5 separate regions of the Mus musculus genome follow, and regions 2, 3, 4 and 5 are each linked to region 1. The links are chromatin contacts, called in public HiChIP or PLAC-seq and promoter capture Hi-C maps. All regions are on one chromosome and are shown on one strand. The core of a region is the stretch at or near the end of the contact, and the rest is flanking DNA. Distances in the headings are between cores, read along the strand shown. Region 1 holds the start of Nuak1 (NUAK family, SNF1-like kinase, 1). Region 2 overlaps Washc4 (WASH complex subunit 4). Region 3 has its middle 80 kb from the start of Gm33919. Region 4 has its middle 44 kb from the start of Gm33919. Region 5 has its middle 12 kb from the start of Gm33919.

The links. Promoter capture Hi-C pulls out the DNA fragments that hold promoters and counts their contacts. HiChIP or PLAC-seq counts read pairs in DNA pulled down with a chosen protein or histone mark.
Region 2: a promoter capture Hi-C map of hippocampal neurons shows a contact between it and region 1, with 2.8 times the contacts expected there. The contact joins the enhancer-like site here to the promoter of Nuak1 in region 1. A contact is called at or near these places in 3 of 39 promoter capture datasets (the 3T3-L1 cell line, hippocampal neurons and stem cell-derived epiblast-like cells), 3 of 115 datasets of contacts at active chromatin or transcription factors (astrocytes, embryonic forebrain and forebrain) and 1 of 9 other capture datasets (adipose tissue).
Region 3: a contact with region 1 is called in an H3K4me3 HiChIP or PLAC-seq map of craniofacial prominence, with 5 times the contacts expected there. The contact joins the enhancer-like site here to the promoter of Nuak1 in region 1. A contact is called at or near these places in 16 of 39 promoter capture datasets (the 3T3-L1 cell line, the C10 cell line, the HPC-7 cell line and 9 more), 2 of 484 Hi-C or Micro-C datasets (bone marrow-derived macrophages and uterus), 29 of 115 datasets of contacts at active chromatin or transcription factors (the NIH/3T3 cell line, SST interneurons, VIP interneurons and 22 more) and 3 of 9 other capture datasets (adipose tissue, macrophages and pancreatic islet).
Region 4: a contact with region 1 is called in an H3K4me3 HiChIP or PLAC-seq map of craniofacial prominence, with 6 times the contacts expected there. The contact joins the enhancer-like site here to the promoter of Nuak1 in region 1. A contact is called at or near these places in 19 of 39 promoter capture datasets (the 3T3-L1 cell line, 3T3-L1-derived adipocytes, the C10 cell line and 12 more), 2 of 15 datasets of contacts at CTCF or cohesin (large pre-B cells and pro-B cells), 3 of 484 Hi-C or Micro-C datasets (bone marrow-derived macrophages, cortical neurons and uterus), 21 of 115 datasets of contacts at active chromatin or transcription factors (the NIH/3T3 cell line, cardiomyocytes, craniofacial prominence and 16 more) and 1 of 9 other capture datasets (embryonic stem cells).
Region 5: a contact with region 1 is called in an H3K4me3 HiChIP or PLAC-seq map of embryonic limb bud, with 5 times the contacts expected there. The contact joins the enhancer-like site here to the promoter of Nuak1 in region 1. A contact is called at or near these places in 11 of 39 promoter capture datasets (the C10 cell line, the HPC-7 cell line, cranial neural crest and 7 more), 2 of 15 datasets of contacts at CTCF or cohesin (large pre-B cells and pro-B cells), 15 of 484 Hi-C or Micro-C datasets (LSK cells, MC3T3-E1-derived osteoblasts, adipose-derived mesenchymal stem cells and 9 more), 22 of 115 datasets of contacts at active chromatin or transcription factors (the NIH/3T3 cell line, SST interneurons, VIP interneurons and 16 more) and 1 of 9 other capture datasets (embryonic stem cells).

What each region holds. Positions count from the first base shown.
Region 1 is chr10:84,439,269-84,442,339 of GRCm38.p6, forward strand. Nuak1 (NUAK family, SNF1-like kinase, 1) reads right to left here and starts at 1,400. Exons shown (of 7, transcript NM_001004363.2): 1 at 847-1,400. The coding sequence starts at 1,089.
Region 2 is chr10:83,591,326-83,594,396 of GRCm38.p6, forward strand. Washc4 (WASH complex subunit 4) reads left to right here. Exons shown (of 33, transcript NM_001033375.2): 32 at 364-463; 33 at 2,846-3,071. The coding sequence ends at 2,913. Among named protein-coding and RNA genes, the nearest start is that of Washc4, 49 kb to the left of the region's middle. Within about 2 kb of position 1,501, at least 3 of the 459 cell types and tissues checked have an H3K27ac peak or open chromatin away from gene starts, as enhancers often do. A contact at or near this core is called in hippocampal neurons, where this site is marked.
Region 3 is chr10:83,845,078-83,848,148 of GRCm38.p6, forward strand. No RefSeq gene overlaps it. Among named protein-coding and RNA genes, the nearest start is that of Gm33919, 80 kb to the right of the region's middle. Within about 2 kb of position 1,519, at least 14 of the 459 cell types and tissues checked have an H3K27ac peak or open chromatin away from gene starts, as enhancers often do. A contact at or near this core is called in craniofacial prominence and extraembryonic endoderm stem cells, where this site is marked.
Region 4 is chr10:83,880,997-83,884,067 of GRCm38.p6, forward strand. No RefSeq gene overlaps it. Among named protein-coding and RNA genes, the nearest start is that of Gm33919, 44 kb to the right of the region's middle. Within about 2 kb of position 1,440, at least 27 of the 459 cell types and tissues checked have an H3K27ac peak or open chromatin away from gene starts, as enhancers often do. A contact at or near this core is called in craniofacial prominence and embryonic limb bud, where this site is marked.
Region 5 is chr10:83,913,629-83,916,699 of GRCm38.p6, forward strand. No RefSeq gene overlaps it. Among named protein-coding and RNA genes, the nearest start is that of Gm33919, 12 kb to the right of the region's middle. Within about 2 kb of position 1,458, at least 45 of the 459 cell types and tissues checked have an H3K27ac peak or open chromatin away from gene starts, as enhancers often do. A contact at or near this core is called in craniofacial prominence, embryonic limb bud, extraembryonic endoderm stem cells and 3 more, where this site is marked.

The sequences.
Region 1 (3,071 bases), core at 150-2,649:
AGTGTGGATTTCAAGGGCCTGTTCTGCAGAGGGGGAACCGACAACAATCCAAAACTGGGACAATACTGAGCCCCCGAGGCACCTGGCAGAGCTTCAGCTGTATCGGGTGCGGCCGGCCAGACCCCTTGAACAATTTAAGTAGTCCTGAAGCCAGGACCTGGTAAGGCAAGCGAGCCTGCTGCAAATCAACTCTGGGACTGAATGGCCACCCCTGCCAGGGACATGTCATGCTTGCCAGAGGCGGGAATGCAAGCTGTCAAGAAACCTCAGACATTCAGTAGAAGCTTTTAGGTTTGATAGACAGGAGGAGTCTGTCTTTTGCAGCAAGAGCAGCATCAGGGTAAGCAAGCATCCCAGTGGAAAGGAGAAGTGGGACTGCAGGTAGATGGGAAAGAAGCGGGGGTCCTGAGCAACTACAGGACACCACACTTTCGAGCCCAGCTTCATGGCTGATAATGTAGGTCTTTTTGGAGTTTGTACAAATAAGGAACTCCCGGACAAGGTCTGAAGGTGTGTCTTTGGGGAAGACCCCATGTTCTCAAAGCTGCAAAATGTGAATCCTAAACACTACTTTGCTAGCTGGGGTAAAAAATAAAAAAATAAAAAAGGTGGGGTGAGAGAAGCCCCCAAAATATGTGCAGACAAGATGTAACAAGTGTTTTCGGAGATATACACCTGAGTCACGGGGTGCTGAAAGGAAAGTGAGGAGTCTGACTGGGGGCTTCTGCTGAAACCTTTCTAGAGAAGGGAGCCCCGGTGGCGTGGTGCCCCCAGACCGTCTCCCCGCCCCCATCTTGGGCCACCAGGGAACCAGCTCGAACCCCTCCAGGAATTTCCCTTACTCACCACTCGGCCTGAAAACCTCTCGGTGGCTCTCTTGACTTTGCCGTAGGTACCTTTGCCCAGGGTCTCTTGCAGCTCATAGCGATGCTTCAAGTTGTGTTTGTGGTGATGTCGCTTCACCCCGTGCGGCTTCCTGGGCTCCACTGGGGCTGCAGTCGCCCCGGCCACCGCCTCCAGCGGAGAGCCCGGCAAGCCGGTCTCTACAGCAGGGCCATCCCCTGCCGCGGACACTGCCGCCCCTTCCATGACCAAGCGCAGGGCGAGCCGAGTTGGAGAGGGCAGGTCCCGGCACAGGGGCTCGGGGTGGTCCCCACCGAGGGAAACCGGGGTGCGTTCAAGGTCGCCCCCGCAGCAGCATTGCTGAGACGACCCGACCTGGCTCTGGCTGCCGCTGGGGCACTAGCGGCGGCGGCGGCGGCGACTGCACATCTGGCGTCCCGGGCGCGCACGCTCGGCGCACCGCCCCCTGGCCAGCCGCGGCAATCTGCGGAGCGTCCGGCGAGGTGGCAGCGATGTCAGGGGAGGCGGTGGTGTTGGCGAGAAGGAGGGGAGAGGGTGGCTCCGCGCGCTGGAGAGGAGTGTTATGTGGGGCGCCGCGCCCCCCGCCCCCGCGCCGGGAGGACGCGCAGACGGGGCGGGGCGAGAGGGGAACGCGGGGCGGGCGCCCGGGTGTCCCCACCTCCGCGCCGGGCCACCGAGCAGGGAGGGGGCGGGGTGCGTGTCGTTGTTCACTCTTTGTGCGGCGCGGCGCAGGCCGGGGCGGCGGCCCGGCTGCTTTGTCCTCGCCGGGTGGGGACGCAAGGTCCCGGGTGGGTCGAGGTGGAGGGGTTGGGGATCGTCAGTGCTCTTGTCCCCTCCCCGAGCGTCCCGCACTCACCCTCCGGAACTACTGCGGGCCGTCCGCAGCTAGCTTGGGCCGATCGGCCTCGGATAAAGGTCGCAGGTCCCCGAGGCCGCAGAGGCGACAACGCACAGAGCCAGGCTCACGCTCTGTGGCCCGGGGCTGTAGCCTCCTGGGCCACCCTTCTTCATGTTTGTTATGGTGTGGCGGAGGCCGCCAGGCTCGCTGGAGCAGGGGGAGGCTGGGTTGAAAGGAGGCCCAGCGGTGTTGGGTTACCGGCGGTGAGTCACAGTCCCCTCCAGCCGCCGAGGCCCTGCAGGCCCCCAGCTCCGGCACGGTCAGGGCAGGGCCCTCCTGGAGCAACCGCGGAGCCTGGAAAGTCCCCGAGAGGGATGCTTCGGAACCCCGGCTCTCTCAGGGAGAAAGGCGGAGTCAGGAACGAAGGGAGGCTCGAAGGAGGAACCCGGCCCTTCTCCAGGGCTCCGATCTCCCGGTAAAGTTCGGGAGTCCAACAGGGACCAACACCTAAGAGGAGGGAAGTGGGGGCCTGGATGGAGCTGGGTCCCCTGAGCTGCCCAGCGCCATTGGAAAGACCCCTTTCCGACAAACCAAGGCTCTGAGATAAGCCTAGGCCTTGGCCTGCTGAGCAGTTCCTTGTCCAAGCCAGAGGCCACTTGCAGGCCTCTTGACCCCCTCAGGCGATGGGAATTTTCCTTTGACTAAAACGGCCAGATCTCACCCCACCAGGTGAAGGTCAGGCAGGAAGGCCTCCCAGCAAGGCTGCCCTGGTTCTCCTGAGATGAAGGGAGGAAAAATAAGACATGAAAAAATTAAAGGTATCTTGAGAAATTTTTTAAAGTAATTTCACATAAATTACATTGTTCCACACTAGGGTGGGAAGACCGACCAGGAAGAGCATCTGGTGTAGTCTCCAAGTACTGGCACTTCCTTCTGCAGCCCTCAGGTTCCTCCCGCCCTCCAAATTCCTTCTGACTTCACTCTTGTCTACTTCTCACCTTACACTGGACTCTAGCAACAGCCTGTCTTCTCGAGACGCCCCTCGCCCCCACCCCTGTTGTCAGAGTCATGGCCTGAAACACACCCATTGTCGGCCCTCACTCCTCCGCTCAGTTCTGGACTTGATAATGGTCTTATCTCCAAACTTTATTTACTTATCTTACTGATGCCTGAAACCCTCGGCCGGTCCCTGCCTACCTTAAAAGCACTCACATAAGACAAAAAAACGCAAAGACCATGCCCCAGTCTATTCGTTCCACTAGCCCTTTCAGGGACACCCTCTCCTTCCCCTCCCCCTCCCCATTCCCCATCCTGAAACTGTAGGCAGCTTTTAAATGGTCTGTAGACATCCCTGCATGTAGATTGAGAG
Region 2 (3,071 bases), core at 251-2,750, 850 kb before region 1:
TTGGGGTAGGCAAGATGGTCACTGGATAAGCTGCCCTAGGACTGGATCAGATCCCCAGACCCAGGTAGAAGCTGGGGAGGTACAGTTGCCTGAACTCCTAGTACCTAGAAGGCAGATGCAGGAAGTGCCTTCCAGCAAGCTGGCTAGCTAGTCTACCCAGAGTCAGTGATAGACCACGCCTCAACACACAAGTGGAGAGAGAGTAGCCTAGGAGGCTACACCTCCATACACACACCCACATGCATGGATACCCAGCCACACATGTAAACGCGCATGTACACACCAAGCACATGTGCACAAGACAGTACTACCTTACTGTTTCCCCATAACTAATTTTCTTTTTATTTCAAATTTCTCATGTAGGAATTTGAGCTGCTGTATTTCTCCTTGAGCAGTGCAAGAATATTCTTCAGAGCAGACAAGACCGCAGCTGAAGAGAACCAAGAAAAGAAAGAGAAGGAAGGTCAGTGCGTGGTGTCAGCGTGCAAAGACCCCAAGTCTTGACAGCATACATGAGTGTCCCACTGTCTTGTTAGGTGTCTCGTTTACTTAATCTTCTGGAAAACAATACAGCTCTAGAAATGTGTGGGTCCCATGAGATAGAGAAGAAAGGTCCTGTAACAGAAACAAGTTTAACAAGCAGATTCTTGGGTGATGTTGAGGAATCGGGAGGGAAGGGAGCTGATGGACTGCAGCTGGAGACGGCTGTGCGGAGCAGGCGGTTGGGACAGCAGTGGAGTGAGGAGCTGTCACTTCCTGGGCTCCTGAGGGCCTGATAGACAGCATCCACTGTCTGCATGGGAGGTCCCGAGCATCATGCAGCAGTGCTGTGCCTGATGGTTGTTTCCATCTGAGCCGCAAGGACAGCCTTGTGCCCACTCTGGTGGGGTGAAGGAACCTCACACACCTTATTCTTTGTAGAAGAGCCTTGCTCAGCATCATAGTTAGTGTCTCCATTTCTATCAAACCTGACATGGAAGGGTGATTGTCTTCTCTGAGGAATAGATGGTTCCTTTTTTTCTGTCATGGAAATCATGAAATTTCGTTACAGGAACTAGGTGATGTTTAGTTTTATGGGTTTTTTTCATAAATTGAGATGTATAATATTTTCAGAAAATAAGGTGGTGCTTAAAATGTTTTTTATTTTAAAGTACCCCTCTCCATCTTTGTCACAAGTGAGCAGTTCATGTGGGTAGACACTTAAGTGAAGTAGTTATTCTTGTCAGTGTTGCATATGTTAAATGTTACTCTCCAGGGTTAGGTATTAGAAGCATATCCAGGTATCTTTGAATCTGGACACTTCGTGTATTTAAGCCATAACTTGTCCATACTGTTGTTTGGGTTCTTGCTCAAAATAACATATCCCGGCAGATGCATCTGAACTGTGAGCTGGGACCATGTAAAGTGACAGTTGTGACTTTGAGTTTGCTAAGGCATCTATCTCATGGCACAGCAGACCGAGCAGATGGCAGGTGGGCTATGGAGCTGCTCTGGGGCCTGCAGCATGAAGACAGCAGGAGCCTCCCTGGCCTTCAGGCTCATGCTGTAGCGCTCTTGTCTTGTTCTTCAGGGACTGCTTGATGGCGTTACTCACGTGCCTCGTCAGTTTTCTTTTTAAGACTGTTGGGCTACAATTTGCTTAGTGATGAGAGTTGCTTAAATTAGTTACATTAGTTTAATAACTGACATCTGCTCATGTATGATATATACACATGACAGTTTGCACCAAGTGCCAAGGATTTGTTTGCACAAATAATAAAATGTTGTTTTTAAAAAAAACTATAGCCAAGTAGTGATGGCTCACACTTTTAATCCCAGCACTCAGTGGCAGAAGTAGGAGGCTCTCTGAGTTCGAGGCCTGCCTGGGCTACAAAAACAAAACAAAAAGTAAATAAAAATAAATTATGAGCTGGGTGCAATGGCTCATGCCTGTAACCTCAGTATTTCAGGGGCTGACACAGAAAGATCACTGAGTTCAAGGCTACCCTGGGCTCTACATTTGAGCTCTAGACCAGGCTGGCTTGCAGAGCCTTGGAGAATAAAATGAGGAGCAGGGAGACTATTCAGAGGGAAATGCTTAGAGAACTTGAGTTCAGGTTTCCAGCATGCATGTAAAATCCAGGCATGTCTGCAAGCCCAGCCCACCCATGGGGATTCACTGGCCACCCTGTATAGCTAAGCAGAGAGCCCCAAGGTCTATTAGAGTCCCTGCTTCATGGGGCAGGAGAGCTGTCTCCACAGTTAAACGCGCTGGCTGCTCTTCCAAATAACCTGGGTTTGGGTTCACTTCCCAGCACCTGCATGGCAGTTCACAACCATCTAACTCCAGTTCCAGGGGATCTCATGCCTTCTTCTGGCCTCTGCACCTGCCATACATTTAGGCAAGTACCCATACCCATAAAATTAAAAAATTAAATTTAAAAGATGAGGAGAATGATAGGGGTACACAGCCAGTGTTTGTTATCTGGCTTCTTCCAGATGTGAGTGTGTGCATGCATTCACATACATGTGTACATGTACACCTATACCACACACACAAAGGAAGTAAAATAAGTACTCAGTACTGCTGGCTAGGCACTCACCTGGGCTATTCAGACTCTCACATTCTAGCTGCATTTCCATCAGTAATGGCAATACATCACAAAGGTGATTTCCTGTGTGATCAAGATGGATGGAAGATTTCTCTACATACTTAAAAGTAAACTAACTAGTATAATTTGTGATGTTAGGAAAACGTTTTATAGATACAACTTTTTAACTGACATTTAGTACTATAGCTTTTCTCATATTTATTATCTTAAAGTTGACATAATTTTTCTATTGATGTTTGTACTTGTGCTTTCAGAAGAAACTAAAACAAGCAATGGAGATGGACCCGAGAGCACTGTGTCTGCAGATCCCGTGGTGAAATGATGGTGTGCAGTCGTCAGACGTATCATGATGCTTTTCCAGAGACATGGATGCTATGGCGTGCTTGATAAGTTGTCATTTCCCAGGTCACACCTAAGGAGACTGTACGGACTGCTCTGGCTCTGGAGTCAAGTCCACTTTATTTCTGATGCTCCAGCTTT
Region 3 (3,071 bases), core at 269-2,768, 590 kb before region 1:
ACAGAAACATTTTTTAGTTAAGATTACAGGTAGGGCTCAGCCCAGCCCATGAGAAACAATTAATCATGAACAGGAATGAACCTAATTTGTCTTTACTATAAGATGACTTTCAACCCTAAGATGGAGGCAGGCTGGTTTATCACTTAGTGGGCAATGTTTAGAATTTAAAGTGATGGTACTAAAGGCTGTCTTTTGTAGCTAAAATATTGAACTGATAAAGTTCAAATAAATTCATTTTCAGAGAAAGAGAGAGATAGAGATAGAGAGAAGCAGGGGTGGGGTGTGGGTGTGTGTGTGTGTGGGAGACTGGCCAAACTGCCTTTTGGGCCATGGTGAGGCAACTTATTACAGCAGGAAATATGGCAAACTCCCTGTCTCATGGCTAGGACTGAAAGCACTAGAAAGTAAAAGAAAGAGACCGAGGTCCCACAAATACTTTTGAGGCTGTCTACCAGCCTCAAAAACCTCTCACTCACCCTAACTTCTTAATAGTTTCCACTGTTTTCCAACAATGTCAACCTGAGGACTGACCCTATAACACCAGCCTTTGGGGAACATTCTAGATCTAACCTCTAGCACATAGCTACAGACGATCTGCTATTCTAGAACTTCTCAAAAATGTTAAGGGAATGTAGAACATTTTTGAATCAGAATCAGATGAGTTGTTCCAGGTGACATTGACTCCCCCCACTGCCAACCTCATCTCCCTCCCCACCTGCCCCAGACCGCTGCCCTAGGTAGTGAGTAGTTACTGAAGTTCTAGGGCATTTCCCAGACATTGCTGCATTTCATCCTCACACCTTAGAAAGATGATTATTACAATTTCCTCTTTTCCAAATGAAGAAACCAAGTCTTGGTAGAATTTTGAGAAAGAACAGAAATGCTCAATTAAAAGGTATGCTATATGCATGGTTAATGTAGACTGATACTAGAATCTGTCAACCATAATAATTAAAAAAAATATATCCTAAAAGCAATGGTATTCCTGAAAGCCCTATGGAACTCTGGGTGTGCCTCAGTACTGTGATTGGGGTTTTTGGATTGTACAGTAATCTGTGCCTTCAATGGTCCTTATGTTATTTTGGAACTCTGTAAACAGAAAAACCACGTAACAAAATACAGTTCTTGCTCACAGCCAATGCCAGTGAACTTAGGGTGGAGGACTCTGGTCACTGAGCCCGTTTTCAGATGGGCATCCATTAGCCTTGCTGATGCCCTGCATATAGGTCTCCTCTTTGAGTTCTCCTGTGAACCAGTTTAACACCTCTGGCTCCCTTGTCAATTGGTGGATGCACTAAAATCTGAGGCATATGTCCTGTTTATATTTGTAAGAAAGTCACATTTTTTTTTACCAGTTTAAAAGAGAATGCCCAAACTGTGTGAAAAGAGTTTAATGCTGGAAGCACTTCATGTTTTGAGCCCCCAGAAAAGATTAGCAGGCTCATCTCAGGCTCTCCCTGCTCTCAACTGATTAGATTTTATGAGCACATACCTGACATTCCTCCAGCAATGTTAAGCCCCCCATTGTTTTCTTTCTGGAGCTATCTGGTAACAGGGCTGTCAGTTAAGTGCAGGCTGGGCAATTAGGCTCCCTAACTTCTTCCTGACTAAAATGCCAGTACAAATATTTAACAGCAAGAAGGGACTGAAGAGAAATAGGGGCCAATTAACGGGAGATAATTTGATGTTACAATGGCACGAGGGTGACTTCTCATTGAAGGTGTTTGGGATCAGACGCAATTAACTTTACCTTAGCCCTTTAGGCCCTTGGGGGTTTCAGGCACCAAATCTTCATGGGTCACCCTAGGGGTCTTTGTGGACTTGAGACTCCTGCAGTCGTAAAATACCAAGCCCAGAGCAGTATAGATGGCATGCTCAGGGCCTTAGCATAAGCCAAACCAAGCCAAAGAAAAAACTCAGATGTATGTAGAAGATTATCAGGTAACGCTTCAATTCAAAGTTTAAGTCAAACAAAACTTGGTTGGGTCACGTGGCAAAAGCAGTGTGAGATCAGGAGTGGTGGAGAGACTAGGAGTTAGTTAGACAGACACCCTGGTGGGCAGACAGCTATGGAGAGGGGCCTTGGCTAAGCAATAAAGGTGCCGAACAGCCAAGGTGGCGGCTTCTTCCTCACCCTCCTGACTTGAGACAGAAGCCTGGTGGCATAGAGCAAAGACTGTAGGCTTTTGTCCCTCAGCAGCAGGGCCTGGGCTGATGGGCTAGTTCAACAAACAGAAGGCAGGCTCAGGACATGCTACACAACAGTAGTGGGCCAATCATCTGTCTCTCTTCAAACTGACCAACCCTAGCTTACAGGAGAACAACTCTTCAGAGGCATTAAAAGTTCCCGAGTCCCCCACTGCTCTGCAGAGGAACTTTTAATAAACCCCTTTCTCCACCTGCTGATTCTGCCTGCTCCTGTTTATGGTGGTCAAGATTCTCCACAGAGACCTGGTCCACGTGAGTTTTTTGTCCTGCCTTTTCACCCTTTAATTGGCAGAGAAAACAAACCTGAACAGGACCCCCTGTATCATGGCTTCATCCAGGAGCTTCAAAGATGTAACACCTGTCTGTCCTCCTCTTTGTTGAGCTGCCTCTGGGTTTTAATTTTGGAGACTTTCCCTTGGAGGGCCCCAGGCCTTTCCATTCTTATCATCTCCCTCCCCAGTTCCACAGGGGAAAGAGTCCAGTTCTAATCAATGCTTCCTAGTTGCTTAAACCAAAGTCTCCAGATTCACTTCTGTCAGACAGAATGATTCAATTCTCTGTAGGTCAAATAAGAACCGGGCTTTCTGTGGATACTAAAGGATCTAACAAGGTCTTTGTGTGGATTATGTTTTTAAAAAGATATCTTTATCTCTCCTCCCACCTTAGGGAATGTCTTCTTCTTTAAGCTTCCTTCCAGTACCCTGTCTTTTCTTGCTACCTTATATCCAACATAGGCTCTAGATGTTGAATTCATCTCTTTCTCAGGAAGTCTACATCTGTTTCTGAAAAGGTTAGGGCTCTTGATAGCAAATACGGAAATGAATTGAGGACATCAGAAACAAAGGACATATTTTGGCTGAAAT
Region 4 (3,071 bases), core at 190-2,689, 560 kb before region 1:
GGGAGGGGGAGGGGGAGAGGGAGGGGGAGAGGGAGAGGGAGAGACTCCATAGATAAGCCTCAAGGTCAGTACAGTCAGTAAGAAGAAGAATCACCACTAAGCTCCTCCTAGTGACAGGCCTAAGTCTAAGAGTTTGAGTGCATCACCTCCACTTCTGAGAAGCAGTCCAATGAACGGCCTTTTCAGGGATCTCCTCTGGACAGATGAGAAAAGGAAACCTGAAGAGGTTAGGACAGAGACAACAGGGACTGGATGGAGTTTGAACCCTAAGAGTCATGTTTATAGAATCTGTGTGTGTTGCACACATCGTTGTGTGTGTATGTGGTTTTGTGTGTGTGTTTCTGTGTGGTGTGGTATGTGTGTGGTGTGTATGTGGTTTGTGTATGTGTGTTTCTGTGTGGTATGGTGTGTGTGTGTGTGTGTGTGTGTGTGTGTGTGTGTGAGAGAGAGAGAGAGAGAGAGAGAGAGAGAGAGAGAGAGAGAAAGAGAAAGAGTACATGTGGAAGGCAGAAATTTTGCTGGTGTCTCCTACCTTCCTTTTGGAGACAGGTCTCTTACTGAACCTGGGGCTCCCTCATTAAGGAGTGCAGACCAGCCAGCTAGCTCAGGGATCTTCGTGTCTTTGCCTCCCAGCACTGAGGTTCCAAGCAGGCGCCATGCTTGGCTTCTAATCTGGGTATTGAGAATCTGAAATCAGACCCTCATTCTTGCCTGGCAGGCTTCTTTCCTGACTGAGCCATCTCAGTCCAGAATTTATTACAACCAATACCTAAGCAGCATGACTTAGCACAAGAGCCTTGGGCTTAGAATTACATTGCTTCCCTTGGGGTCCTCTGATCACCTTGATGTGTAAACTGTTAGCAACCCTGGGAGACCTTAAAGACACTGGAGCAGTTTGTGGACTACCCTATCCCTTGAATCTGCCTGCTTCTTGAGGGTGAGAAACAACACTACTTTACCCAAATCACAGGCTCTCTCTCAGTCTCAGTTTCCCCCACTGTCAGGATAGCATTATCTGCCCCCTTCTTTCGTGGCCTATTGTAGAGACCCAAAGCAGCCGGCCAGGGGAAAGGAATTATAAATTGAATAGTGTACCCCACAGGTCAACACCAAACAGTGAACAGAGCATTAAAACTTTAGAGATAATTTGACAAAACAGATAATGTCTTTTATCCCCAGGCCTGGCTGAGCGGGAACTCATGATGCTATGTGCTGTGTAGAAGAACCAGACAGAAGTGCCCTTTTTTTTAAACAAGCAGTTCCTGGAAATCTCCAGCTTTATCAAGGAATTTGGTTGCTTCAGTTCACTGCCTAGTGAAAATATCTGCGCCTTAATGAGGCCCAGACGTGGACACAGTCGCCCACCTCCCCCACTGCGTGGATGAATTTCATACCAAATCTCACCTAAGGAATTCTAGACTTTAAAGATAATAATCAAAACCACCGCTTGCTTCCCTTTGGGATTCTTGCAGATCTGAGAGATCAAAGATGTTCCTCTCACACAGTGAACGCAGACAGAAAGTTAGGTTTCTTGCCTATAAGGGATGAATGTAGGAAACAATGGCCACATGAGTGCTTTTACCCCAGGTAGGTCTGCTCAAAGCCCGTCCATTGATCACTTTCTGACAGCCCTTCTTGCCTCACGCTATCGGTGAAGGCGGCCAGCCTGCTGATACTATTAGCTTCTGTTTCACATACAATTAAACGGACGTCCTCGCTGGTTAATTCTTGGCATACCTAAAAAATAGTTCTCTGTGTCTAGGTGAAGTGGGGATGTTTAAATTCCAAACAACAAGCCATTCCCAAGGGCCTCTCACATGGAGGCTTGTAGGATGGGAATCTGGGCCAAAGGAAGGGCGCCCGCCATGGTGGCCCCTCATTTCGTCTGGGGGAGGCAGCCTGACTTGACTCTCTGCAAGGAGCTGAGAAATAACACAACTCTTGACTTTGAGAGAGCCAGCCACTGCACTCTTTTCCAGTCACTTGGGGAGACCAGGTTGTTTTCATTACACGCTCCTGGAATGCATGGGATCTGCTACAGGTCACCAGGGATTTCACAAACCCCCAAAGCAGGAATGGCAGAAATTTGACTTTTAGAACCCAAAGCATTCTGCTATTTGCTCTCTGCTTGTCCTGCCTTCCTTACAGAAACAGCTGATGGAAGCCTGCAGATTCTTGGAGAAGGCCAGGGAGGACATTGTCTCATAGATGTGCTCCCTGACTCCCTTGGCAAGGGTAACACATCAGTGAGGGCATTCACTCTGAGATGGGGGAGGGGGTGTCTTGAGCTTGGCATCCCGACTTTGCCATGTACTGGCAGAGAGACTTGGAAAATGGCTGAATTCCTTGAGAATTCTGTTTTCTGGCTCTAAAAAAAAAAAAAAAAAAAAAGGCAATTGACATCTTTGAAGCACTGGTAATGAGCTTGCAGGCCCAAGAGATGCCGTGGAAAAACCTGTCAATTTCTCTAGAAAAATGTTTCCTCTGCATAGGAAGCTGGCACTGTCAAACTTCATCTGGGATCCCTTGGTCCTGGAGTTACAAGTGATGGTGAACTGCCTGATGTGGGCACTGGGAACTGAAAAAGGGTTCTCTGTGAGCTTGATTTAGGTAGAAGAGCTGATGTACCCAAATCAGTTTAAGCAGCTTGTAGTGTAGGGAGCTCTTGGCTGCTTGTAGCTACCATGTGCACCAGTGGCTTTGCTGACAAGTGTGGACCAGGATAACCCAGCTCTGAATCAATGCCCAGATTAGTGGGGAAAAATAGTTGGACAATTAATTGCCAAACAGTGGCTCATTGTGGAGTTCAGGTTAGCCTTGAACTTCCAGGGTTTTGAGTTATCAAATTCTTGCAATAAACATGTTTTGAGTAAATAATAATAATAATAATAATAATACCACAGCATTAAATAATTTGGAAAGCAGTAGACTTGAGACTGAGTTCTTACCTACTGTGAGCTCACTAAGTCATTGCGCTGATTCTGTGGAATAGCTAACTTTATCTCCTCCGTTTATAGACCAAGAAGCCAAGGCCCAGAGAAGTAGACTTACTTTCGGCTATAACTTGTACA
Region 5 (3,071 bases), core at 208-2,707, 530 kb before region 1:
GTCTCACAAGAGACAGGTACATCTGCGTCCTTTCAATAAAATCTTGCTAGTGTATGCAATGGTGTCAGCGTTTGGATGCTGATTATGGGGTGGATCCCTGGCTATGGCAGTCTCTACATGGTCCATCCTTTCATCTCAACTCAAGGAGAATGAAGACTGAAGTGTGGACACTATGCCCCTCCTTAGATTTGGGAACAAAACACCCATGGAAGGAGTTACAGAGACGGAGTTTGGAGCTGAGATGAAAGGATGGACCATGTAGAGACTGCCTTTCTTACTTTTCATCCTGGTGTTTTACTACACCTATAGAATCTCTAACTCAGACACCTCTAGGTTGCTTTTGTTTACAATGTTTTATTATAGCAACAGGAGGAAAACCAGAGCAGAAACAGCAATACATGAAAACCTGACCATTGGCTCAGGTCTACAGAGCAGCTCTCAGAAGCAGGGTGCTATTTCGATCTTTTTAAAGATGGAAACTGGTATCGAGTACATGTTAGAACTGCCACAGGGGTTCACTGTGTGTTTGATGCTGAAGTCCTAGGAGTGAAGAAAATTATTGCTAGAGCCCAGTGTGCTGTAGATATGTGATACAGTTTTATTGTCAGATCAATGACACAGACCTGAGGTTAGAGATGAGCTATGCTAGGTACTTTTATCAGCACAGAGCATGCCTGTCTCATGAGATACTGGTGTTAGGTAGGTATATTGAAATAATAATGTTAGGTCTGTAAAAGCACAGAGCCCTGTGTAAAAGGGCAATGTTAAGCATTGTGCAGGTGAAATAAAAGTCAATTTTAGATCATTGGAACTCAACGTCAAACAGAATCTCTGAAATATCCCCTTCAAATTAAACACTGTTCACTACCTGGAACCAGTTGGTGTTTGTGAATAGCACGGCCAAATGTTCCCTCCGTTCAGTGGGTGTCAGCCTGCTGCTGCTGAACGTGACAGGTAGGGTCGCCATCAAGGAAGGGAAGTGAAACTTTACGATCTAACAACTCTGGGAGTCAAAAAAAAAAGCCAACAATTTACTTGCTCTTTAACTTAAAGGTATTAAAATATGCAAAGCGAGTGTGTCCATCTGACTCAGCCAAAGCATCCAGAACCTGGCTGTTTACAGAGGTGCAATCCCAGGTGGAACCACAGAAGCTCTAAATTGGACATCAGAATATTTATGACCCTTTTGGCAGCTTTCTGGGGACGGAGACAGATCTGGGAGCCCCTCTCCAGCTGTCCTGGTCATTGCTTAATCTAGTTGACAATCGGCTCAGCACACAAAGCAGACAGAGGCATCACTCTGCTAGCAAGCCCTCTGCCCTCCTGTCTCCGGAAGAATGTGAGCTGACGGGGACACAATTAAAAGGGGATTGATTTATTGAGCTGGAATGCTCCAACCGCCCCTGCCCCTCCTAATCTCAGCATCTCTCTGCCTCATGCAATCACAGTTTCCAAACAAGAGCCAGCCTACACAATCATCAGGCAGCCAAAGGAATTCCTCCTTTAGGAAAGGTAGCTTCGCCCCAGGAGCCCATAAAGCAAAAACCACATAAAAGAAGTCCTGTCCTTCATGAGGGCCTGGATAAGGATCTGGAATTCAGCAGGGAGGGACATCTAAACCCAGAAAGCAGGCAGTGGTGATGAAAACTGCTAAGCTTGGCTTAGAGGCGTGGGGGTGGGAGATGAAGGGGTTAAGAAGTAGTTGTGGGCAGAGAGCCCTCCTTCTGTCTTTTATATGATGAAACTGTAAATTTCTGTTGGAAATCAAGGCTTTGGAATGTTGATGGGGGTTAGGGGGGCGAAGCTGGTGGGATTCCAGGGGAGAAAGAAGTCCCTGGATTTGAAATTAGTTCTCTCTTTGAACTGTTTCATCAAACCGACAAGCTAGTCTGAGGCCTGCACACAAATGGAATTGTTTCTAACTGTTGGGTTCTGAGGGGGCCGCCTAATAAATGCCCACTTCTCTTCCTACCAGAGACCTTGGCCTTTGCTACTGAGATCCTCGGGCAATCCGTGGGTGATGCTGGGAATCACGGCCGCTATTTGTGGCTGCTGGATTTCTTGCTCCATAGCTCCCAACCTACAAAGATGACTGACCCCACTCTCAGCAGGCCAGGAAAGGTCCAGGGAGATGTGCTGTGGGGAAGGGATAAAGACGAAGCCCTTGCAGACAAACTGGCTGCACCCATGAGAAAGAAAATGACACTGGGGTGTGGGTATGATTTCCTCTGCAAAGTTATCAGAATAAAGCAGTCACTTCCTGTCCTGGGGCATACTGGACTGAGTGAGGGGCATAGAGAAAACAGAATTGAGTTGGGCCCTCTCCTGCACAGAAAGAACCACAATTTAGGAAGAAGGACCGCGTTTGAAATTAAGGACATCCAAAAATTAGTAGTAATGATGCAGAATGAGAAAAACAAACAAACATCCAGGGATTGTGACTGCTCTTAGGTATGATGAAGGAGAAGGCTTATTGAAGATGTGAGGGAGAGCAGCGACAGAGACAGAGGCAGAGACGTCTAGGAGAGTCCAGAGTGAGCTGGGACAAGTGAGGAGGAAGTGGGATGGGAGACGGGAGAAGTCGGACAGTCACAGCCAAATGGCTGGATAACATAGGAAAGAGCCACAAGAGAAGGAGAGCCCAGCCCCTGGGCTGGAGAGTTCAGGGGAAAGGGTGTGGTATGTCCTGAAATGTAGGGCAGGGACTGAGGGATGCTGGGAGAACCTGGCCGGCAGGTTCACTTTGATGTTACATTGGCACCACGTTTAGCCAACTGTCCCGGATTTGAGACCAGGCAGACACTAATAATGAGGTCAGAGGTCACAGTCTCCTCAGTATTATTCTGGTTCGATTCCAGGCATAATTTCTTAACCTCATTATTCTTCACAACCCAGGAAGATCATTTTTGTCATTATATCTTTGCAGCAAATGAGAAAACTGAGACAGAGAGGCTGTGTTACTTGTCCAAGGATACACAGCCAGGAGGTGGTAGAGCAACGGTGCAGACTGAGGCTTGATTCATCCAGAGGCCTGAATTCCACAGCAGACTGCCGAATGTATGCAGTAAGTG